Linked DNA regions of Mus musculus: regions 1, 2 and 4 are each linked to region 3. A link is a contact called in public HiChIP or PLAC-seq data. All regions are on one chromosome and are shown on one strand. The core of a region is the stretch at or near the end of the contact, and the rest is flanking DNA. Distances in the headings are between cores, read along the strand shown.

Region 1 (5,716 bases), core at 2,306-4,805, 990 kb after region 3:
ACTTGCGCTCCTTTGTCTGAAGTCACCATGCTAGTAAGTGGTCAACCCCGGCATGCAGGCTTATTGCTTTCTCAAAATAAAAGCACTCCTGCCTACTGCATATGTGAGTGGTGGTCTCAGTGGGCACTTTTGGATGTAACAATGGATGAATTTCACAAGGTATAGGTGTCGAGTTCATTTTTCATATCCCATTTAGAGACTAGGCCATGGACCATTTGCAGTCTATCCTGGGTGAAAGGTACTCTGCTTCTGCAGGTCGGCAGCTCATCCCCCTGACTGAATTGCTTTAAGGCTGGCTCCAGTTAGCACCTCAAAGTGACACCTTGGAAGGCTAGGTAAAGGCGGGAACTGTGCTTCTCTAAGTTTAACTCTCAGGAGAAGGGGACTTATCTCTGCCCTTTGTTCTCAGTGCTTGTAAGACTCAAAGAGCATGCATTCACATGATGAAAAAAACTACAGTTCTGCCCATAAATTCAGTCATAAATTGAATAAGAGGTTATAACAGAGAATGCTTACATGCATATACACTAGGAACAATTATCTGGCTTCACTTTGACCATTTGTTACTTTCTTAAAGAGTCATAGAAAAGTTTAAGACTATAGCTAAGCTGTCCTTAAAGTTTTGTTTAGACAAACTAGTCAATATCTTATCTCCTCTTTTTGGACTTGGGGTCCTGTGGTATATATCTTCTTTATGACCTTGGGTTAATGGTTTCTGTAACCTCCTGGAATATGCCCTAAGTTTTAGAAGTCTGCTGTTATCTCAGAAGCAACTAAGCAGTCATGTTTATAAAAGGAACTCCAATGTCTCTGTGGGTATTGATATTTGGAAACAATGGTAACCCTTGCATGCTAGATGTTTCTGAAGAATAAACTCTTTGTATTTGCATACTATCTGGGTCTGGGGTCTTCCTTCAGTGATTTTTGTGGACCTTACAAAGGAAACATGAAATTGAAGTGTAACATGGTATTCTGAAACAGAAAAGGAACACGAGTGTGAAAAGTAGGGAAGTTTCAGCAGTGTGGAACTGGAGTCCATCAACTTGCAGGCAAGTTCCTCATTGCTTTTATTGTAGGGTAGTTGTGTAAGACAAGAACATTAGGGGAAGATGAGCAAGAGACGTGCAGGAACTCTGGGTAACATCTTTGTAACATTTCTGTAAATCTAAAATTACTTTAAAATAAACATGCTTTTTTCTTTCTAAAAATATATACCTTGTTTCAAACTTGATAAGTTTTAATTTAGTAAATTTAGCCAATGTCTAGAGTCTGCTTTTATAACAAGTTCTAGGGAAAAGCTGTAGTTTTCCCAAGAGACAAGAATCACACTTGAGAGACACCATTTAAAGGAAACACAAGGCTACATGATTTCTTCTGCCTTTTTCTTGCCTTTATAAATTTCCTTTCAATAACTACAAGAATGCTTGGGAAAGAGGCCTATTTCAAAACAACACTTTAAAAAGTATTTCTCTGTATTCAATTCTGTTAACTATTAGTTTTACCTTACTATATACAGTATTTAGATATCTTACATTTAAAATGCATCATTCAGTCCTATAAACTATCTGTGCTTGGCTCATCTACTGTTACTTGAAGGTAATACAGAATCTTAAAAATCTTAGTATAAATACTGGAAAAAGTTTCAAAGAAAAATTTAAATAGTACTAGCTAGCAGAGTGAATTTGGGAAAGAGTTTTACACACAGGTCATTACTTATTATGTCTCTGTTGTCATCTATTATTCTTCCTGGGTGGTAACATTCTTGATCCTCAGTTGAACATATATTTCACAATACATGTTTCAGTTCCCTTGCAACCAAGAATTTTCAGAGAACAATGTTGTAGTTAGTAGGAGGTAGACAGGTGTGGGAAATAAAATTGCTATGAAATATCCGGAGAGAGCACTCTGCTCTCCCTGCCTGCCCCGCTCTTTTCTCTTTCCTTTTAGTGTGGTGGGGTTGTGATGATGGCTGGAAGGAGAACAGCCACCTCTGCGGCACTGATGGAGTGTTCTAGAGGTGATCCCAGGGGCACACACACGGGGATCGGAAAAACATTTTCAGGAGTGGTTCTCTCCTATCACGTGGGTTCCAGGTATAGAACTCATGTTGTCAGTTTTTGGTGTAAGTGCCCTTATCTGCCCAGCCATTTTGCTGGCCTTGGACTATTTCTTAAACTTACTTTGGAGCCAGGCAGTGGTGGCGCATACCTTTAATCCCAGCACTCGGAGGCTGAGGCAGGCTGATTTCTGAGTTCGAGGACAGCCTCGGCTACAGAATGAGGTTTTAAAAAATTTTTAATTTTTGAAACGTAGCCTTGGCTGTCCTGGAACTCATATAGATCAGGCTAGCCTCAAACTCACAGAGATCCACCCTCAAGTGCTGAGTTTAAAGGTATGTGCTCCCTCACCCAGCCTTCAATTTTTGTAGCAGCAGTTATCACACAAGATACTGTGACTATTTAATCAATTATATTGCCTGACATTTCAGGAGTACTCACTGAGTTACAGTTTTGATGCGGGGACTCACTCAGTGAAGAAACAAGAAGTGGCTGATTATGTATGTCAGGCCTTAGTTTACTCATGACGCCAAGGTTTAGGTTAAGAGACTTCTCCAAGGTTATAAACTAATCATTGCTAGGTAAGAATTCAAACTGAGATTCGTGGAATTCCAAAGCCATGCTTCTCAGATAGGAGTAAAGTCAAGGCCTGCAAGCCTTTTCTATTAGTTTTCGCTATGCACTTTCAACTTTCCAGCCTCAATTCCTCTTCCGACAAACTCCTTGAAAACCAAAAATGTTTTTGGGAGTGGGAGCTAGGTAGAGCAATGTAGAATAAGGGGGACCTTGGGAAATGGACTGATTTGCAGCTCAGGGTCCGAACAGAAGGAACACAAGAGAAAGGGATTTGGGTTGACCACACCTAAAATTGCCTTTTGAGGATTTGCATGAGAAGCAATCTTGACACAGTGATTCTAAAATATTGTGGTACTACATATAGAAAACTGTGATTTTCCTAATTTCCTGCTTCATAGGTTAGCACTTAAACTGGGAGGTTTTAAAAGGATTTGGCTAGTTAGGAATGCACACTACACCACACCTGTAAAGAAATCTTACTTGGGAAGGAAATTCAATAAAAATGCCAAAATTATAATTGGACTGACTTTCTTTGTTTTTGCCAACAGGTAAGAAAGTAACATTACCAGTTTCTAGGGACATTTTAACATTTTCTTTTTTTCGGGAGGGGCAGCAGTCTTGCAACTGTTTCTCTTTCCGAAGGCTATTTTATTCAATAAAAACCAACCCCATCCCAGTAGAGAGTTAGAAAGCATTCATTGAGAGCGTGCTCCCGCACCCCGCACGCACGCACGCACGCCCGGTGGTGGCTGAGCGGACAGGCGCTGCTGGACCGCTTCTGTAGCCTCCAGGCTAACAACGCCCGAGCCCAACGCTCACGGTACCGCGCATGCGTCTAAAGTACAGCTGCGCCTCCGGGTCTCTGCCCCCCTCCCCTCTCCGATGACGTGCACGGCGGGGGCGGAGCCCGAGGCCGTGGCGGGAGTGGGGGAGGAACTGCGAGGTGTGCGTGGACGTCAGACTGGATAGCGGAAGGTCAGGACGGCCCGGAGCGGAAGTGGGGCTGAGGCGCCTGTCCGCCATTGTGGGCCCGAGGATCGGAGGACGAGCGGGGACGAGCAGTGTGCAGGCGGCGAGCTCGGGCCCCTTCCGCGACTCCCGAGCGTGAGCCCTCTCCCTGGAGCCTGCGAGAGCGGCGGCGGCGGAGGCCGGAGCAGAGCTTCGCGAGGGCGGTAGTCGACTGCTGTGAGTGCTCTCGGCGAGGCCCAGGCAGCGGCGGCGGCGGCGGCGGTTCCTCTCGGGTTACGGTGAAGAATGTCAGCCACTAGCGTGGATCAGGTGAGGGAGCAGGGCCCCGGCTCGGCGAAGGCCGGAGCTGCAGAGCTCCACCCTCGCGTGCGGCGCGGCTCCTCTAGCCGCCGCTAGCTCCGTAACGGCGCCGCGGGTCCCGGTTGTCGGGGCTGCTGCCCAGGCCGGCCTGAGCGCGGGCGGCTGAGTCTGCGGCCGGCGCCCGTGACCACAGGCCCGGAGGTCCCGGCGGCCGCCGCGGGGCCCGGAGCTGGCGGGTGCCGGAGGCGAGGCGGAGAGGCGGCGGGAGGCGGCCGGGCGGAGAGGTTGCGGAGGATCTGGTGGGGTTCACACCTACGCGGATTGTTCTGAAGAACTTGTTTGCAGTGGCTCTGTTTAACGCACTTTTCTTCCCCCTCCCCCTCTTTACCACCTCTGTCGTCTTGCTTCAGAGACCTAAAGGGCAAGGAAATAAAGGTGAGTTTGTTTGTTTGTTTTCCCCTTAGGTGTTCCCTTGATGTGATTTTTTTTTAAAAAAAACTGTAAGCGGTTTCTTTCTTGTTTTTGCACTTCTTTCTAAATATAAAGGATAGAAAAACATCCAACGCAGCTAACAGACAACATTTACTTAGCTCCTGGGTTTGTAGAAACCGAAGTACTAAGAAGAAACAGCTGTCTTGGTTGTATTTCAATGAACGTAATGTTATTTCTTCAGTTTACCATTTATGTTTGTTACATAACTTAGGTCATACTTTTTTCTACATTTGTGTATAGTTGGATAAGTTTTTAAAGTGAACAGCATTCTGTTTGAAATTTCGGGATTACATTTAAACTTGGCAAATCACATGGCGTTCTATGCCACATTGGGTGAAAATCATGCCCCAATCACTGAATAGAATCAGTGAAGTTGCTTGCAAGGAGACAACACCACTATAGAACTCCTAACAAGTATGTAATCTTACAGCAGCGCTCTGATTGGAAGGCGTGTCTCGATCTGGTTTCTTACAAAAGCCCGAGAAGGAAATTATTTGTGCAGTTATTGCTAGTGTTATATGATTTGCTATTTAAAAACTACCACTAAAAGTAAGGCAGTTAAAACACAAATGTAGTTTGTATTTATGCGTGTGGAACAAAGTAGTCAGCTGATTGAAACATGGCTTAACATGTGATATTAGTGTAGAACAATAACTCCTTTCTTGGGGTGGTGCCAATTAAAGAACATTACAATGAGCTATATATTTGTAACGTTTTGTAGTGCCGGAAGTGACACTAAATACAATTACACTTCCTGCTTTTTTTTTTCTTCCCCGTTCCCCAGTAACTAAGTACTACTTAAAAAATAAGATCTGTAATAGCCCTTTAGGTGAAGATTTATTGTTTCTATTGATGCTTTCAATGGTTTTCCTGGGATTTTATGTGCCAAGGCTGGTTAATTAGAAATAATAGTGCTCTGTCCAGAATAACTTTCTTCATGCCACACTACATTTTATATAAGAGTTTATATATGCCAGATACATTGTAGTGTGTTAGTTAACAAACTATTTTAATTAATGTTTTATTTCAGCATATGAACATCTAGGAATTTTTAATTCATAGAATTCCAGTTTATTTTAGTTACAATTGTAAACTTCAGAATTAGAGGTTAGTTTAAAATTAGTTATTAAACATTTGTAAGTTTAAAAGGACTTTTTTCCTTTTCCTTTTTTGACTAATCTGACCATACTGAAATTTCTGGTCATTATTGCCTAGTATAAACTATTTTATTCTAGAGCCATGGCACTTTGCAAGGCTATTTGAAGTGCTGTGTTTTATGTTACCTGTTTTAAGGTAAGTGATTTCTGTGAAGGTCTTTTGGA
Region 2 (5,508 bases), core at 366-2,865, 810 kb before region 3:
TCAAGTGCCTAGGTGTGCCCCTCAATGCAGTTTTTCTGAGGATTGAATCCAAGGCCTCACACATGCCTGCTAAGTGCTCTTCCAGGAGCTACACTGAAAACTCCTCTTTCTTCTTCAACTAATAAAAAGGACCCTCAAGGCTTCAAGTATCTCTGTGGGGATGGGGTTAAAGAGGAGCGAGCCCAGTCAGACTGGAGGACAGCTGTTTTCAAAGCTTTGCAAGATGTTAGGTGAGAGAAGTCTAAACCTGTTCTCATGGACTCTGGAGAACAGAAACAGAAAGTTCAAATAAGTCCTCTCTACTCATAACAACTGGTTACAAACAGCTCCAGAAGTTCCTGTAACCATTAGTCCTAAGGCAAGTGAGCTGCAGAGGGAAGGGCTCCCTTGCTGTAAGACCAACTGGCAAGGCTGGCAAAGCTGGCATAGACTCCAAGGGCTCCAGTATGAGCATCATCTCAGGCAAGCACTTTTCAAATAGTTTCCCATGTCCCATCCCGACCTGATCAGAATCTATAGGGTGGATCTGGGATCTATTTTAAAAGCATCCCTCCACACCCTGCAATGGTTTTAGTAACAGGTGTGTGTGTGTGTGTGTGTGTGTGTGTGTGTGTGTGTGTGTGTGTGTGTGTTTGAAGGCAGGACCAGGGACTGGAGGAAGGGAGTTAGAACCATCCAATGACTGGTTCCCAAGGGTCTGTGTTCTATTTCTCAAACTACCCCCACCCTTACCAGGGCCTAAGGATGTTGGGGACTGTAGCTTCACAAAGTATGTACTCTTGATTTGGGGATTACTTAAACATCTAATAGCAACACACACACACACACACACACACACACACACATTTTTGTAGCAAGGTTATTCTGTAGCAAGATTGGCTTTGAACTCACGTTCTTCCTGCCTTAATCTCCAAACACATTCTCCCTCATCTCTGAAGACTGATGTCCCATGGAAGCCACCCTTTTAGATGACCCAGACTTGTGGTCTTGAAGGAAGACTGATGGAGCCACGACTTCCATCAGAACAGGCAGCTTTCTTCCACCACACCTAAACGGCCAGGACACTCATGCAACTGGGAGTCCTTTATGCCATTCTTTCCCCTACGGGCATCCTGGACCATGTCCAGGTCGCCCTTAAATGGAAAAAAAGGGGGACTCTGTCAGTTTCTCTCCTTTGGGTCATTCTTGTGCTTTGGTATGCCACAGGTCAGTGTTAGAGCACACCTCTTTCCGGGGACATTAGATGTGCTCGCGGAAGCACTGGGTCATCAACACCCACAGCAGAACGGGAGTAGCTAACAAAAATAACATGAAATTTAAAAAAGAAAAAGAAAAACGGAGTGGCTGCCTTTGGCCTTGACCCCACAGCGCCACCTGGTGTCGATCCGTACAGAGCAAACTCGACGCCTGCAAATCTCTGTGGCTCCCCACGCCCTACGCAATTACGGCCATCTGCTGGTACCCGAGCTTCACTGTGTATAAATAAATGATGTGTGAAGTCCCTTCTGCACTGCGTGATTGTGAGAAGGTCAATGGGGAAAAGTGAGACAGAGTACTAGGGCTGGCCTGATGGTACTGTGCTGGGCCTCCGCAGCCAGCAGAGGGCAGCCTGTCTCCACCTTTGGATCATGGTATTCTGTGTGTCCCGTCCAGGTAGGAGGATCCATTTGTGTTTATGGAATAAACCATTGTCCTCTGCGCACAAACCTCCCTGAGAATTTCCTGTAGGTCTTGAGCCATGTTTGAGAATTGTCAGGGCCACTTAGGGCTAACACTCTTTGATCTCCAGCTGTTGGGCAGGTGTTGTAGGTCCAATGTTGGAGCATTGCTGGCCTGATCCTCTGGCTAATAAAAGCATAAAACCTATTGGTTAAATTCCACTCACTGTTTTGAAAAACTCAGTGAGGGCGCATTTTCATGGATTGACACAGCATAGCTCTGGGTACAGTAGGTGTACCTAAGATGAACAACACTACAACCCTTCAGACAAGCCTATTTTCCAAGCCTGCTCTTCCGTACAGCTGGTTGTGAGGCCCTAGCAGAAAAGCAGATGGCTAGCTGCCTCTCCCCACCATACACACACACACACACACACACACACACACACACACACACACACACACACACACACTTCCAAGAAGTGAGATCTCTGGAGTTGATACAAAAAGTCCTCTAGCTGAATTTCTCTTTACAAGGGGCTTTGCAAAAGCTGAAGTGCTGAGTACATTGTCAGGACATAACTGAGCCTTTCAAAAGCCAAGTCCACAAAATCCCCGCATCCTGAGATGGGGTGGAGGGCAAATAGGGGAAGGTGGTGGCCTTTGATCATTTGGTTTCCTTAGAACCAATACCACAAAGTAAACAGACCTTAGAAAACTCCAGAGTGATTGCCTTTGGTTCATTTCAACTAGGCCTTGCCAAATCCAGCCCTGGCTCCCTGGGTCCCTAGGACCCCCACAGACAGATGAGGAAAGAGTTCAGTTCTAAATTGCTTTATTGATCAGATGATAAATCAGCTTCAACAGCCCATGCCTACAGCCCTTGCAGAGAATCGATGTACAGCCTTGTCCCTTCCGTCTTGGGGAGCATCAAGGCCCAGCCCTTCCCCTTCTCCCCTCTGCTCCTTACCTTGGGGCCTGGATGGGCTGGGCAAGATAATGAAGGTTACTAGAGAAAGATGGGGTGATAGGAGAAGGGTCTGTGTCTGCGCTGGAGAGGAATGAGGACGTGGGGTTCAGAGGAACCCTCAGGAGTGGCTAGAACACAGCTCTACCCTGGGCTATGCTGCATCAAAAAGTGTCCATCCCAGCTACCCGACCCAAGGTTAGACCCAGAATTGACTAATCCAAGATCTGGATGACTGATAAATGTAAATGCTTGTTCAGGAATTCATTAGGATCTTCCTTGCCCATCAAAGAGGGAACTTGATGCCTAAGGAGGTCAGGCAAACTCTAGACTTTGGGGTACTCTGACATGGGTTGCTCTCCATTCCTAAATGAAAAAAAAAATTCACTATTTCCACACTCAAAGGCAAGACGCCAGAGAAAGAGCTCTTTCTGATGGCCCCACAATTCTATCTGCACCTCCCTGCCTCTCATGGGGACTTCTCAGACTGAGATGCACCAAGAATCTCAGACTCCTACCCAGAGGAAACTCTCTGGAAGCCAATAAACCACAACCTTTTCTAGCCCAATAAACCCAGCTTTTCCTGCCTACACTGCTGGTTTGCTCTACTGGGCTCCAATGGCATGGGCTCAGGTGTCCTGGCCAATAGAGGGTGGACATTCAGCCTAGAAACAGAGGTCGATGGGGGTGAGGTGTGGAGTGAGGGACCTGGTCTCTGGAAAGGGGTGACTAGACAGATGTCTCCTAAAGGTAATGGTATCAAATGCCAGGCAGGAGGAAGCCCTTAGTGGGGAAGGAGTTCAGGCAGACCCCTAAACCAAAAGAAGCCAGATACCCAAACCCAAGTCATTAATGATGTGCAGGAGGGCTGAGTGAGAAAGAATCTTGGAGGTGTCCAAGGCTTCTGGGAATGGACTGCTGATTAAAAGCTCAGGAGTAGGCAATATGCACAGGCCACAGCAGTCTCACTCTGAGTGGACCAAGGACCCAAAGTGTTTGGCATAGCATCCTTTGCAGTAGATCTCACCATCCTTGTCTGCCAGGGTTGACAGAAGGCTTTTGCCACATTTGGCACATCGGAAGCAGGACTTAAGTCAGGACTTCTCAGCAGCAATCACCTTCTCTGCATCATAGACTGTATGGTTACATCAAACTTGGATGCCTCTGGGTTGGTGGTGGGCCTGTACCCGGGAGCTTCCTGTGGCTTGATGCCCAGACACTCATCCTTGTCCGTGCTCAGAGTGCCTGTGCCCCTCCTGTTGCCTTAGTTTTTTGGCTCTTACTTCTTGCTGTAACATGACTTGAAATAGCTCTCTTTGCCGTGCACTGCCACAGTGGTGCTGTCCAGATTCTTCTTGCAAATCATGCACAGAAAACAGGATTTATGGAAGCTGTTGCCCTCTCACTGGACCTCCTCAGCAAAGTAGACTGTCTTCTGGCAAACCATACACTTCTTGCTTCCTCCCAGTTTGGCATTCTGGCAGCTGCTAGGAGGCACACGGTGACAGCTCTCCGGGAACCTGTCTTGTGGTCCACTTTCAAATGTTTCGAATATATTCTTACTATTCACCTGAACATGTTATCTTCCTGGTACTAGCAATTATACAAATGATGCTGAACTTCAACACAAATACACAAACTAATTTAATCATCTCCTTTAATCTTTTTTCAAACTTTATGTAATTTTTATAATAATGATGCATCACTATTATATTTGGTATATTAAATATTCATGATATAAAATTTCACAGTGGTTAAAAGCACTGACTGCTCTTCCAGAGACCCCGTGTTCAATTCCCAGCAGCCACATGGTGGCTCACAACCAACTGTAATGGGATCCAATGCGCTCTTCTGGTGTGTCTAAAGAGAGAGACAGTGTACTCACATATATAAAATAAGTAAACCTTTTAAAAATTTTGCCTTATTCTTTCCATTTTAAAATCATCAAATCCCCCACTAAATTCACTGTAACAAGTAATACACAGTATGAGCTATGAGTAATATACAGGTGAGCTATGGCTCATTCAGGGTACAGCCCCTGGAGAGTGGCTCACTTTCCAGTAATGGCCAGACATCCAAGAGTATATGAACAGCAAAAATTGTGAAAAGGGACCTGGGAAGAATCAGAAGAACTAGGTGTGATCAAATACATTGTGATCAAAAATACATTGTTTTAAACTATCTAAGGACAAATAAAATGTGAAAATAGCAAATGTACAAACATAATAGCTTTTCTAACAACAATCACCTGCTGAGGAACAAATAATGAAAAATCTTTTTTCTTCTTTTGATTGTTACTTTTTCTCTTTTGTTGAAAATAGATTTTGCCTCATACAGTTCATCCTGGCTACATTTCCCCTCCCTCTAGTCCTTCTATTTTCCCTACCTCCCATTCCATCCAGACCTCTTTCTGTGTCTCATTAGAAAAGAACAGACTTTTAAAATATAAAATACTCAAAATAATCTCAAAACTAAGTATTTAGAAATAAAACACACGGGACTGGTGAAAGACCTCCACGATGAAAACTATAGGTCAAACAAGAATTTTTATTTTTTTTTTCCATTTTTTATTAGGTATTTAGCTCATTTACATTTCCAATGCTATACCAAAAGTCCCCCTTACCCACCCACCCCCACTCCCCTACCCACCCACTCCCCCCCTTTGGCCCTGGCTTTCCCCTGTACCGGGGCACACAAAGTCTGCGTGTCCAATGGGCCTCTCTTTCCAGTGATGGCCGACTAGGCCATCTTTTGATACATATGCAGCTAGAGTCAAGAGCTCAGGGGTACTGGTTAGTTCATAATGTTGTTCCACCTATAGGGTTGAAGATCCCTTTAGCTCCTTGGGTACTTTCTCTAGCTCCTCCATTGGGAGCCCTGTGA
Region 3 (6,194 bases), core at 852-3,351:
GGGGTTGGTTATTAATACTTGATCTTTGGTGTTGTTTTAAAAATCCAATTATGAATGATAGAGTTTCTGATTTAAAAAAAAAGCTTTCTGAGACTTTATTGCTCAAATTGTCTCTGATTTGGATAGGTAGCCATCAGTTTTTACTCTAAAAAAAGGAAAGACAAAACGAGCAAGGCCGTCTTCATCAGTGAGCAAGTGCCGTGACCGCTTTCAACTGAATTGCAGTTCCCACTGCTGTCATTTCTTCTTGGACGCACTCATGAACAGATTGCTTTTGCATAACTGCCTCGCCATCTGGTGGCAACATGTGGAAACGAGAAGGATCAGTCTGGAGATGTGAGCTGAGCAAGCTCTTTCCCTTGAAGAGGATACTTGATGAGATATACCACTTTTCTAAAACATTATACCATCATAATTTTACACCTTTATTGACCAACCATGTTTACCAAATTGACTCTCTATGTCAAGGGGAAGGCCAGTTTCTGAATCTCATATTCTAGCTGAAAATGACTTTGGTAAAATTTTCTAAGATTTCTAATCTGGCTTCCTGTGACACTCTCTTATTTATTTATTTTCAGAAACCACAAATTACAAGTCCTTGACAAATAATCATAAAATAAGTATTAGGCATATTGATTATTATGAAACATGTGTGAAATGTGTAACCCTCATAGTCCATCAAGCCAATGAAAAGGAGCAGAAATTGTTTCAATATTAGCTTAGGCCTACCACTAACTATGGTTGTCTGTTCCAAGTAGAATTTGTACCCTCCTTTGGTTTGTCTCAGAGATAGCATGGGCATGGATCAGCTACCATGATAGTGATTCAGCTACCATGTATAGCACGTCCTGGGGAGACAGGGACACAAAGCAGGTGCTGGAAGATGTAATTTTTGCTGGCTTCACTTTTGATTTTGAAATGTCTGTTGGCTCATTCTTGCATCAATCACAGAACTATTGTTTATAGTCTTCTGCTTACCAGACATGTTCCAGTTCACTGCTCCTTCTCTGGACCCTGAAAAACAGAGAGTGATACAAAAATATGTTGGAATTAATTTTGTGTTTCTGGATTCTTGAGAAACATACATCCATCATTCTTAGAAGCAATACACATTGAGCAAGTCTTTTCAAGAAAGAAGAGTAGATTTGATGGATGGAAGGAGAGATTACTTAAATTCCAGTGTCCTGAGGGATGCCACACATGTTTCAGGGGAGCATGTAGTTGTATAACTCCTGACTACTGGATATGGGAATTCTTATGCCTTCTAACCACTGTATTTTGCCTTACCCTGGAGTTAGAGTTGGTAAACATTTCCTAAACCACAGACTCATTGATTGAGACTATTCTCAACTACATGTTAAATAAGATTTTTGCTCTTTAATTTATCGAAGAATGTTATTGAACGTCTGCTTCATAACCTCAGATAAGTAGGTCACTGGTAATGGTAATAACTTGATGACTGTCTTGTAGGTGTTTGCATTGTGTCAAACATGGCCTGCCATTCAAATGTACACTCAACAAATATTTTTAATGCTGTTTTGCACTAAATATATGTAGGTGTGTGACCTGTGGAGATCCAGCAAAAAGGCATAAACGTTCCTGCTCTCTGGAAACTTACAGTCTGGTGAAGAGAAGCAGACACACAAATGCACAAAACAAATGAGTAAAAAGAATTAGCCAGCACTGAAGGCTACTTTGGGCCATTTGGTCAGAAGCTAGCTCTGTCTGAACAATGAGAATCCTGTTAGATGTATATGTCACATGTATGTGAGTCCAGTTAAGGATCCAGCTAGGGCAGATGGAGGAAAACAAGCTTGTAATATGTTAGAGATAGCAATTCTTCAAATGAAGGTTTTTATTGTTCTTGGATCCATCCTCGCCAAGAAGAGACAGTTTTCAGCTAGCAATCTGACAACCCAGATCAACCCAGCTGTGTTCTGTACACCATCACATGGATTCACAATAACTTCTTGCTCAACATAATCCTGTACCCAGAGAGTAGCTTGAAAGAAGCCTGTGTGACCTTTGAGCATCTGTTGGGAATGTTAGCATAGTTTGCTTGTTGTACCAGACACTGCACACAAAGTTCTTTTGGTTTCATTTTCACAAGGAGTAAGTAGTATTTTTATTTTATAGACATGTGAGCTGTGCAACATGCCTCATAAACAGCTCAGATTTCACACTCAGATTTCTTTTGAACATCAAAGGAAAGAGAAACAGAAGAGCCATGGCCAGTGATACTCTGTTTAGAAGCAATCTTAACCTAGGGAGCCACTGAGGAGTCTTAGTATTCAGTAGGAACTATAGCCATGTGTCTGTGTCCAGCATGTACCTGCCTTCCCATACTCACCAACCTGCAGTAGTTGATACCTTCTCATTTCTGAAAGATGATATTTCTACAAAAATCACTCTTAATATAGGTGTGGCTCTGAAGGGGATATTCATTTAGCCTTAAAAAGTTAAGCCTCAGAAATTAAGAAAAAGATATATACGTATATATGTTTTTAAACTATGTAAAACAAGAAATGACCAATTTATGTTTTTTTGTTGTAAAAAAAAGCATTAAAAAAGAATGAAGTTATCTGCCAAGAAATTTGTCATTCATATGAAGTAAAAATAGTATAAGGTTATTCTTGTTGGAGTAAGTAGTTATGTATAATATAAATTTCCATTTTGAGAATGAAACTAAAAAAGAAATTCAGATTATCCCAGAACTGGGGAGATGGCTCAATAGTAAAGAAAAGGGTTTACTGCCCAAGCAAGTGGAGGGTTCTCCGGCACCTACCTAAATGCCAGGAGGGCATGGAGGCTTTGCTGTAATTCCACCACTCCTTCAGCAGAGACAAGGGTCACTGAAGCAAGCTGACTAACAAGAGTAACTGCAATAGCAAGGTCTGGGGTCACTGCGAGATACTGGTCAATTAACAATATAGCAGTGAGCAAGAAGACTTCTGTTACCTCCACATGCATGTGCAGAGGTTTGCACACTCAACCAGACACATAGATTCACACACGGACAGACATGTATACATATCACAGACACACACAAAAACACAAACAAAAAATAAACAGTTCAAGTGTATCAAATGAATCACTATGTGATGATCTTCATGCAGATCATTATTAATGTAGAACAAGGCATGTAATTAAACTTTGTTAAATTTTTCAAAACAAACCTGTGTTTTGAATACACTCATATTTGAAATATAAAGTGCTTTTCAGACAAAAGACAGCTCCTTTGAGCAAATGCAGTATACAGATGGTATAGGAGATTAATAGAAAATTTAAAAGGAAAAAAAAAAAAAACCAGAGACTAGAACAGGGTACATTCTGTTTATCTGCGCATTCACAGTGACAAGCATTTGTAAATGAACCTTCCTTTGATGCTGGCCCCATGGTAAGCTCACAGAGAGCTCCAAGGCTGTGCTTCATCATGAGTCTTCAGATGGAAGCTTGTCAATAACAATATGCAGTGATTCGCAGCAGGACTGAATCCTACCTGACCACTCAAGCAGAGGACCCTGAACCTCTGCTGTTGCTCATCTGGCACATCCTCATCAAAGCAGAGAGTGAGACAGAGCAGGACATTGTCGTGTTCTCTCAGCCACAGCTTGCTATCCCACCAGGCCTTCCCTACACAGCAAATCTTCTCTTCCATAAGCACGCAGTGATGCAAACGTTGCAAAACCTTTTCCTCCAACTTAGAAAGGCCAGGTGATTTTTTGCTATTGTTGTTGTTTTTAACAGTTAACATTCCCAGCAATTTGGCCTATATGCTCTTCATCAGGCATATTATTTGGATGTAGGAAGCGAAAACCTGTGATACACTATCTAAATATATGGCCTCACAGAGTTCTTACATATTGAACCAAGAGAAAAATGTTTCCAAGGACCTCAGAGAGTGGAATCTAGTAAGTATGTATTGCAATAGACTACAAAAAGGACTCAAAGGCAAAGCTGTATAGCCTGGTGGAAGGCAAAATTACCCTTCTCTTCCAACTTTACAAGAAAAGAGGAAGTAGGAGCAGAAGCCAAGCGCTCCTTGTAAAGGCAAGCAAGATGCTTTCGCCGTGGCCTAAGAATGCTAATAAAACATTAGTGTCTAGTCTATTGGAAACTGAACATTGGTCTCATAAGATATCAATACTCCTCAAATATTCAGGTAGCTGCAGCCTGAGTCACAGCATACAGGAATTAAAGGCAGGCAAAGGGACAAGTTTTAAAGTAAAGACCCGTCAAATTGTGTTTTAAAGAAAAGGAGCTGATAGAACAAGAGAGCTTCTATTAACTTACATTAGGGTAATTTTAAAGGATCTTAAAGGACTTTTGCTAATGTCTATTTAAAATATGAATATGTTGAGATGCTATCCTACATATGTTTGAATTCATTAAAAATAAACTCAGCCATCAATAATGTGTGGGTCTTGCACTGAAGACAGAAATAAAAGTACTCTTTCTTGGTGTCCTTTAAAACAGGATCCAGCCCAGATTTGAATGCTCTAATTCATTCTTCCTGTCTTTTATTGTCCCTGCCTGCCTGTTATCCAAATGTGAAACTGCATGAATGGTGTCCCTGTGTCTGTGGCCCTGTGATTCTGAGTGTGTGTGCCCCCACCTAAAGGCTTTGCTCTCTTCTTTAATGAACAATACAGAAAGTCTTGCATGGGGGGGAAGGAGTCAGGGAAATCTTTAACAGAATTTTACAAGGAATTAAGTCACTGACTCCAACTAACCTAGATAAGAAACAAACATTAAGCAGTACCTGAATAGTGTTTTCATGTATTTATGCTGGATTTTCACTATATAAGGCCACTTTTAGTCCATTTTCTGTTTCTATAAAATGATTATCACAATACACATGCAATGCTCTCTGGGTCAGATAAATGAAAGAATACATATTTTAAGAGTACAGCTATGCCTTAGCTTAGGTTGTAAAAGCTGGTTACACTGGAAATGCAAGGCAAGTAATGTTGGTTGTTTTACTGTCTTCTTAACAGGCTGAGTACACAGGAGGATGTCAGTCTTACTTAAGTGGCCTCAAGGGATTATATTAACTGGCTGTGAGGTCCAACAAAAGTTCCAGTCTTTTAGAGTATAAGATATATTTTTATCATAATGCATACCACAGTTACCTGTTTATTTTGCTTCTCATTAGTTACATAAGAGAAAGTAGTTACTAAAAAATATTTGCTTAAATGAGGGCATTCAGTAATGCTTGTTATCTGTTTGTAGCATGCAGAGGTTTCATTTGGGGAATGAACTCACCAATTACATCTATCACCATGAAGACAGGTATATAACTCCTACATTAGGAATGAGATAGAAAATATTGTGATAATAATATGAAGACCTATGATACTAGCCTTGAGTGACATTTGAAACTCAACTTATTAACCTGTAGTTTAATTGTAATCATTTCATAACCTGTGATCAATGGTCCACTACTTCTCTTTTAACTAGAAACCTAGTGTTCCCTAAGTGACCTTTCATAAGAGTGTCTGAGATGGGGAAACTACTTTCAAACTCCTTTTCAGACATCACCCCTTGCAATTTTACATGTCATCTTGCCGCCATCACTGCTAAGTAGCTTCTCTCTGCTCATTGATGTGCACCCTCACAGAATTAGACGTTCCTTAAAAATGTGCAGGGCCTGAGCAGAATGTACTGAGTGACTCATAGCTATGTCATCTATAAAATAAACATGGAACTAATTAAATATACAGTGAAAGCATATGCAATATGGAATAGCCAAGGCCTTAAGTAAAAAAAAAAAAAAAAAAAAAAAAAAAACAAAAAACGTAAAAATCCAATAACCTAACAAAGTAGGTCAAGGAGATGCTGTTATTTCCTCTTTGTAAGTAGGTCAAGGAGATGCTGTTATTTCTCCTTTCTGCATTGGTCTTTCTGTGCCACTTTCTCCCAAGCCTTCCTTCTCCTCCTCTTTCTTTCCCCCTCTTTCTTTCATTTGTTCACTGAGCAGAAATAGTATTTAAGGAGACTGACTTGAAGTAGCCCTTAATTAGCCTTACCTTCTGGAGCAAACAGGATCAACAAGAGTGTCAATTAAATGCAGGGTGAGGGTAGATTAAAATATCCGTGCTATGTTATTTTTCTCATAACACTTTAAGAATAAACTTCTAAAAGATTCATTGAAAATCTGATGAGGTAAGGAGTTCACTGAGACTCAGATTTCT
Region 4 (6,075 bases), core at 2,506-5,005, 880 kb after region 3:
TGGTCCACAGTATTATTCACATGAGGAACAACAACAAAAAACACATTGAGATTTGTAAATTTCATTTTCACTTTGTCCATGGCTACTGTCCTTTCTTTTAGCAGGCAAGGATAGGCTCAGAATCTCTAATGTACAAATCTATACCTTCAGCAAAATAGCTATTGTTGTTATAAGTCATTCTGGTCCCTGAATTTCCAAACTTTTGTAGCATCCATTGTTACAGCTTTCCTTAATCTCTCCTCCAAAGTCTACTATGAAAGGGAGTTGTAATTGTTTCAAATTTCCATGTGTCCTCTGAAGGGAATCCACTGGTTTAAACATATTAACTGTGTTTTAGGTTTTCCAAAAATCCTCAGGGACACAAAGGCAAATTTTCTCCTTAGATGAGTCTTGGAGAATAGCAAGAGTTCAGTGGACACCACTCCTTTTGTTTCCTGCTAAATTCTGCCCCCTCTCTCTCTCCCTACACGTAAACATGCATACATACATATATACATACACACATACATATGTACATACACACATACATTAAACAAATAACAAGAACTGAATGGCATGAAGATGCTTTTGTTCTCCACAAACCCACACAGAATTTAGATGCCACCAAACCCAGCACATCACCACATGCCTGCACTATCATACATACAATCATACAAGTCCCTGCTCTCACATCAATGCACAGAGACAGCCAGACACACACAGAGGCCCATGTGCACACACACACACACACACACACACACACACACACAAACATACACAAATGAATACATTTTGAAATTAAATTAAAGACTATTGTAAAAACCAAACAATCTGGGTGTGGTGATGTGCTCATTGTGGTAAAATGTAATGGCCTACGTATGATTCTTACCTGGCTAGCTTGACGTTTTGTGCTATTTCTAATATTATAAGAAAACTTTCCCATTTGTTGTTTCTGCAGTTACTAGTAAATAGTCTCATGTCCAAGTTGATTCTATATTCTGCTAGGTTTGTGCCCTTGGAAACCAATCATGCTAGAAGTCATTTGAACTGCTTTGTTGAATAGTTACCCATGATAAGTTTAAACTTTAACTGACAACCCAGCAACAATTCCTGTACCCGTGTATAAGATATTATGGTATACATTTGCTTTTATAAGCTGCCCCAGGGATGAACCCTCACATAAGAGAGATTCCTGTGCTGATATAAATAACCCTTTGGAATAAGACATGAATGTTAGACCAGGTATGTCTCCTCTCACAGTTGAATAACCCAACTAATGGGAGTAATAAGTGTGTGCGTGTGTGTGTGTGTGTGTGTGTGTGTGTGTGTGTGTTTGTAGGGTTCTGTGTGTGTGTGTGTGTGTTTGTAGGGTTCTCTGTGTGTGTGTGTGTGTGTTTGTAGGGTTCTGTGTGTGTGTGTGTGTGTGTGTGTGTGTGTGTTTGTAGGGTTCTGTGTGTGTGTGTGTGTGTGTTTGTAGGGTTCTGTGTGTGTGTGCCTACCTAGTGTCCATGAGGTTCTCATTTATTTCTTCTGTTTGTGGTTGTGTGGGTTCTGGGCTACCTCACCTTTCCTGAAAACAACACTAAACAAAGCAGGTGAGTGTGTATGTGTCAGGCAAAGGAGCATTAGAAACACTGGGATCTCTACAGTAGAGCACATTTTCAATATTACACATATTGTGGGTCATCTTCCAATCCATGGGACTGTAGTGTGTGTGTGTGCGTGCGTGTGTGTGTGTGTGTGTGTGTGTGTGTGTGTGTGTGTGTGTGTGTGTGTTCCTCCTCTTTTCAGCTGCATAGGGGCCAGCATGCCCAGTTTTGGTTGGAGTCCAACAAAGTATCAGGCACCCTAGGCTCTAAGCCAGATTCCCAGCATTGCTATCCCTTGTTTCTTTGTTTGATTAAGTCCAAGTCAATTATATTCATGTTTATACTTATTTACTTTGCTGTTATTTATTTATCATTCGGTTATTATTATCATTATTCTTTTTAAGTTAGGATCTGTCTGTGTGTTTCTAAGAACCAGTATGTAGACCTGGCTGGTCTTCAACTTACAGAAATCCCTCTGCCTCTACTGAGATTAAATGAGTGAAACATGATTGGCATATATATATATATATATATATATATATATATATATATATATATATATATATACTTGCTTCATTCCTCATTTAATTTATTCAAGACAGAGTCTCTTCATGTGATCCTTGCTGTCATGGATGTCATTGTGTAGACTGCTTTAGTCTGGAACAACAGTTATCTAAAACTAGGACTAACTAGAAAGTTTCTTAGCAGTCCAGGACAATTAATTATAATCATGTTCATATTTATTTTTATCTATTTTATATCAGTTTGTGTGGTAATCAAAAGGACTTTGAGGATGATTAATTGTGTTTATGTTTTATTATACATTTTAATTAAAAATAGCAAGAGAATTAAAATGATCAATTCATCTGGGTTTAAAAAATTAGGCAAAAGCAGACAGAAAACACAGCTGAGAATGTTATGAGGTTGCTGGCTTGTTTTCTGTACTTCCTCACACTTCTGCACATGCAAACTGGGTTTAACTAAGTTGAGGTCCTCTAGAGACTAGGAAAAATGGGTCACATGGGTGCCTCCATTTTGGTGAGGTCAGCAGCCAAGATAGCTGCCATACTGATGGCATCTTCCATGCTAATGAGATGGATGTGCAATCAAGTGACAGAAGAAGGAATTAGAAACAAGCAAACATGAAACCACAAACCATTCAGGGAGAGTGTGAGGTGCAGGCGTGCACACACCAACACACACAGAGACACACACAAATTTGAATTTGAATTAAACATACAACACCATAACATAAAAAGAAATTTAAAAAGTGAGTGACAGAGAAATAGCTTCTTTGGGTTAAATAAATAAGGAAACCAGGTGTGGCCATAAATGTCTTTAATCCCGTCACTCAGGAAGAAGACAAAGGCAAGTAGAATGCTGTGGATTGGAGGCAGGTCTCATCTACATAGTGACTTCCAGGCATATGTAGAGAGACCCCTGTCCCAAATAAGTAAATGAATAGAAAGAACTCGAATAAGTATAATTATTAACTTAGGATAAAACTAACAAACAATGGTAGTCAGTGCTGTGTGTCCAGTTTGTGAAGGAGGGGAGAACCCTGGGCTAGAGTGTCCCAAGCTCCGGGCTCCAGACTCTGTACTTCATAAACTAGGTTACCCCAACACTCAGGAGCTGAAAATAAGCAGATAAGCAGTGGTCTGGGAGAGAAGCTGTTTCCATGCTGCCTTCCAAAGTCCTCGCTTTTCAGCTTTTTGAGGAAACTTCACGCTTATGTGGTTTTCGGTTTATATGATTTTTTTACTTCACGCCCATCAGTTGGAGAAAAGAGAAGCAACCAACTAAGGTCACCCATGGGAACAATGATTCTCCACCACAACCGGAGGGGAGGTATGGGATGGGTGAGTGACGGCGGTGGCCAAGCCAAGAAGGTCATCAACTGAAACCGAAAGTAACCCATTGTTCTGCCACAAGAAGGACATGCTCCAGCTGTGACACACCATGCCTATTGGCCACGGTAAAGAACCACATCGAAGGGTGCGAAAGGGCTTACTGGTGGGCAGGTCCACAGCAGGCTCCCAACTCATGTCAGGGAGGTGGGACGTCAGGAAATGGACCCCCCCCCCCCAGGCGGAGTCGGAAGACCAGGAGTGGGTATGGGAAGATCACACCAACTGGAGTTAACAGGAGACTAGACATGCCCGGCCATGCCCTAATAGCAATAGGTTGATCAGATGGGAAGATATGGCTGTGGGCAGGAAGATGGAACAACACAGCAGAAACAGACCCAGAGGTGGCAAGGGCAGCGTGCAAGGTCACAGGAAGGTACCTCACAGGGGACCAGGACCCTCAGGCAACAAGAGGCATTTAAGGTTAACCAATGGGAATCATACTACACGCACTCCCAGAGTTTTTATTTGTTCCCTTTCTTTCTTTCTTCCTTCCTTTTCTTTCTTTCTTTGTTTCTTTGTTTCTTTCTTTCTTTCTTTCTTCCTTCCTTCTTTCCTTCCTTTCTTTCTTTCTTTCTTTCTTTCTTTCTTTCTTTCTTTCTTTCTTTCCTTCTTTCTTTGTTTCTTTCTTTCTTGAAACGACCGATCTCTCTACAGCAACCTACCCACCCTTGCACTGGCTATGTAGAACAGGGCAGTTGTAATTTCTGAGCATTGATTCAGGACAACCAGAAATGCTACAGCAGCAGCAGCAACAACAATAACAACAGCATTTTACATTTATATCTTCCCACCAAAGAATAGAGGAGTCTAACAAATAAAATGAAATAATTAAAAACTTAAATATGAGACTTCCTCAGAAAGCTGAAATGGACAACTTTGAGAAAGCAGCATGGAAGCAGCCCGACCTGACCACCACCCTATCTACTTATTTTCAGCTCCTGAGTGATGGAGTTACTGAGTTTATGCAGTACAGAGCTCAGCAGGGACACCCCTGGGGTATGAGAGCATGCTAGATCAACTCATAGGCTAAGGGGCAGAAAAAAAAGAGAGGGGGAAAAAGAATGGTCAAGGAAGTATCAATAACTTTGCAGATGTGGTTGGGGTTTATTAGTGGAAAATGGGTTTCCTTTAGGGTGGTTAAAAAATAGAGCATGTAGCCACATTGGGAAGATAGCTAAAGAGAGCCAGTCAAGCATCTCTCCCTCTCTTTTATCTCCCTCCTTGCCCTGCCTCATAATATAAAGTCGAGGTTAAGGAGAGGAGGACGAGGAGGACGAGGACGAGAAGTTAAATACCTTTAAAATAATTTTGATAGACTCAGAGCAGCACTCAGAAAGAAGACCTGAGAATGGCAGTGAGACTGTGACAGGCTCCCAAAGGGTACGGGAGTTGGAACAATCTATAAGCCTTGCTAGCTAGCAGATAAAATTAAATTAAATTATTAAAAAGTGAAATAAAGGCCGGGCATGGTGGCGCACGCCTTTAATCCCAGCACTTGGGAGGCAGAGGCAGGCGGATTTCTGAGTTCGTGGCCAGCATTGTCTACAGAGTGAGTTCCAGGACAGCCAGGGCTACACAGAGAAACCCTATCTCAGAAAAAAAAAAAAAAGTGAAATAAAAAAACTGAAGAAAGTAAAAGATACATTAGCAAGGAATTTCCTCACAAAGCTGAAAATGGCCAACTTTGGAAAACATCATGGAAGTTGCTTCTCTCCCATACCACCCCAGCTCATCAGCCACATTATCTGCTTATTTCCAGTTCCTGAGTGCTGAGGATACCATGTTTATGCAGTACACAGTATTGAGTCCAGAGTTTGGGACACATTAGCCCTGGCTCATTCCTCTACCATAACCCAGGCACCCAGCAGTGCCTTTTGTATTTTGTTTGTTTGTTTTATTCCAAGTTAATAATTATACTTATTTGGTTGTTTTCTATTCATCTATTTAGTTGGCACAGGGGTCTTTTAACACAGCCCAGGAAATCATTATCTTGATCAGATTTGACTCGAATCCACTGCATTCTATCTGCCTCTGTCTCCCTCCTGATCAGTGGATGGGATTAAAAGCTTATATGGCTGGCAAGATGGCTCAGCAGGTAAGAACACTGACTGCTCTTCCAAAGGTTCTGAGTTCAAATCCCAGAAACCACATGGTAGCTCACAACTGCCTATAATGAGATCTGATGCCCTCTTCTGGTGTGTCTGAAGACAGCTACAGTGTACTTATGAGTAATAATAAATAAATCTTAAAAAAAAAAAAAAGCTTGTATGGCCACACCTCATTTCTTTAACCACAGGGAAGGGTTGTTTTGTTTGTTTGTTTGTTTGTTTGTTTTGTTTTTTGTTTTCTTTGTTTTTTTTGTTTTTTGTTTTTTGGGTTTTTTTTGGCCTGTCTATTTTTAGTTTCATTTTCAGTTACTTTATTGTACCTTTAGTTCAAATTCAAGTTATGCAGTGTGTGTGTGTGTGTGTGTGTGTGTGTGTGTGTGTGTGTGTGTATGCACCTCTGTTGTACTCTCTTCCGGCTAGTTTTTGTGTTTGCATGTTTGTTTGTTTCTAATTCCTAGTTCTGTCACTTGATTGCACATCGACCTC

What was found. HiChIP or PLAC-seq counts read pairs in DNA pulled down with a chosen protein or histone mark.
Region 1: a contact with region 3 is called in an H3K4me3 HiChIP or PLAC-seq map of the 230-238 cell line, with 6 times the contacts expected there. The contact joins the promoter of Ythdf3 here to the enhancer-like site in region 3. A contact is called at or near these places in 2 of 39 promoter capture datasets (the C10 cell line and liver) and 5 of 115 datasets of contacts at active chromatin or transcription factors (the 230-238 cell line, astrocytes, bone marrow-derived macrophages and 2 more).
Region 2: a CTCF HiChIP or PLAC-seq map of large pre-B cells shows a contact between it and region 3, with 8 times the contacts expected there. The contact joins two enhancer-like sites. A contact is called at or near these places in 4 of 15 datasets of contacts at CTCF or cohesin (the NIH/3T3 cell line, embryonic stem cells, large pre-B cells and 1 more), 12 of 484 Hi-C or Micro-C datasets (cerebral cortex, differentiating embryonic stem cells, embryonic fibroblasts and 4 more) and 2 of 115 datasets of contacts at active chromatin or transcription factors (embryonic stem cells and large pre-B cells).
Region 4: an SMC1A HiChIP or PLAC-seq map of large pre-B cells shows a contact between it and region 3, with 5 times the contacts expected there. The contact joins two enhancer-like sites. A contact is called at or near these places in 1 of 15 datasets of contacts at CTCF or cohesin (large pre-B cells), 2 of 484 Hi-C or Micro-C datasets (the C10 cell line and bone marrow-derived macrophages) and 1 of 115 datasets of contacts at active chromatin or transcription factors (embryonic stem cells).

What each region holds. Positions count from the first base shown.
Region 1 is chr3:16,179,610-16,185,325 of GRCm38.p6, forward strand. It overlaps Ythdf3 (YTH N6-methyladenosine RNA binding protein 3), which reads left to right and starts at 3,556. Exons shown (of 5, transcript NM_001145919.2): 1 at 3,556-3,911; 2 at 4,313-4,337. The coding sequence starts at 3,888.
Region 2 is chr3:14,380,311-14,385,818 of GRCm38.p6, forward strand. No RefSeq gene overlaps it. Among named protein-coding and RNA genes, the nearest start is that of Slc7a12, 98 kb to the right of the region's middle. Within about 2 kb of position 1,616, at least 32 of the 459 cell types and tissues checked have an H3K27ac peak or open chromatin away from gene starts, as enhancers often do.
Region 3 is chr3:15,194,275-15,200,468 of GRCm38.p6, forward strand. No RefSeq gene overlaps it. Among named protein-coding and RNA genes, the nearest start is that of Gm33819, 40 kb to the left of the region's middle. Within about 2 kb of position 2,102, at least 18 of the 459 cell types and tissues checked have an H3K27ac peak or open chromatin away from gene starts, as enhancers often do. A contact at or near this core is called in liver, where this site is marked.
Region 4 is chr3:16,068,611-16,074,685 of GRCm38.p6, forward strand. No RefSeq gene overlaps it. Among named protein-coding and RNA genes, the nearest start is that of Gm5150, 65 kb to the left of the region's middle. Within about 2 kb of position 3,756, at least 8 of the 459 cell types and tissues checked have an H3K27ac peak or open chromatin away from gene starts, as enhancers often do.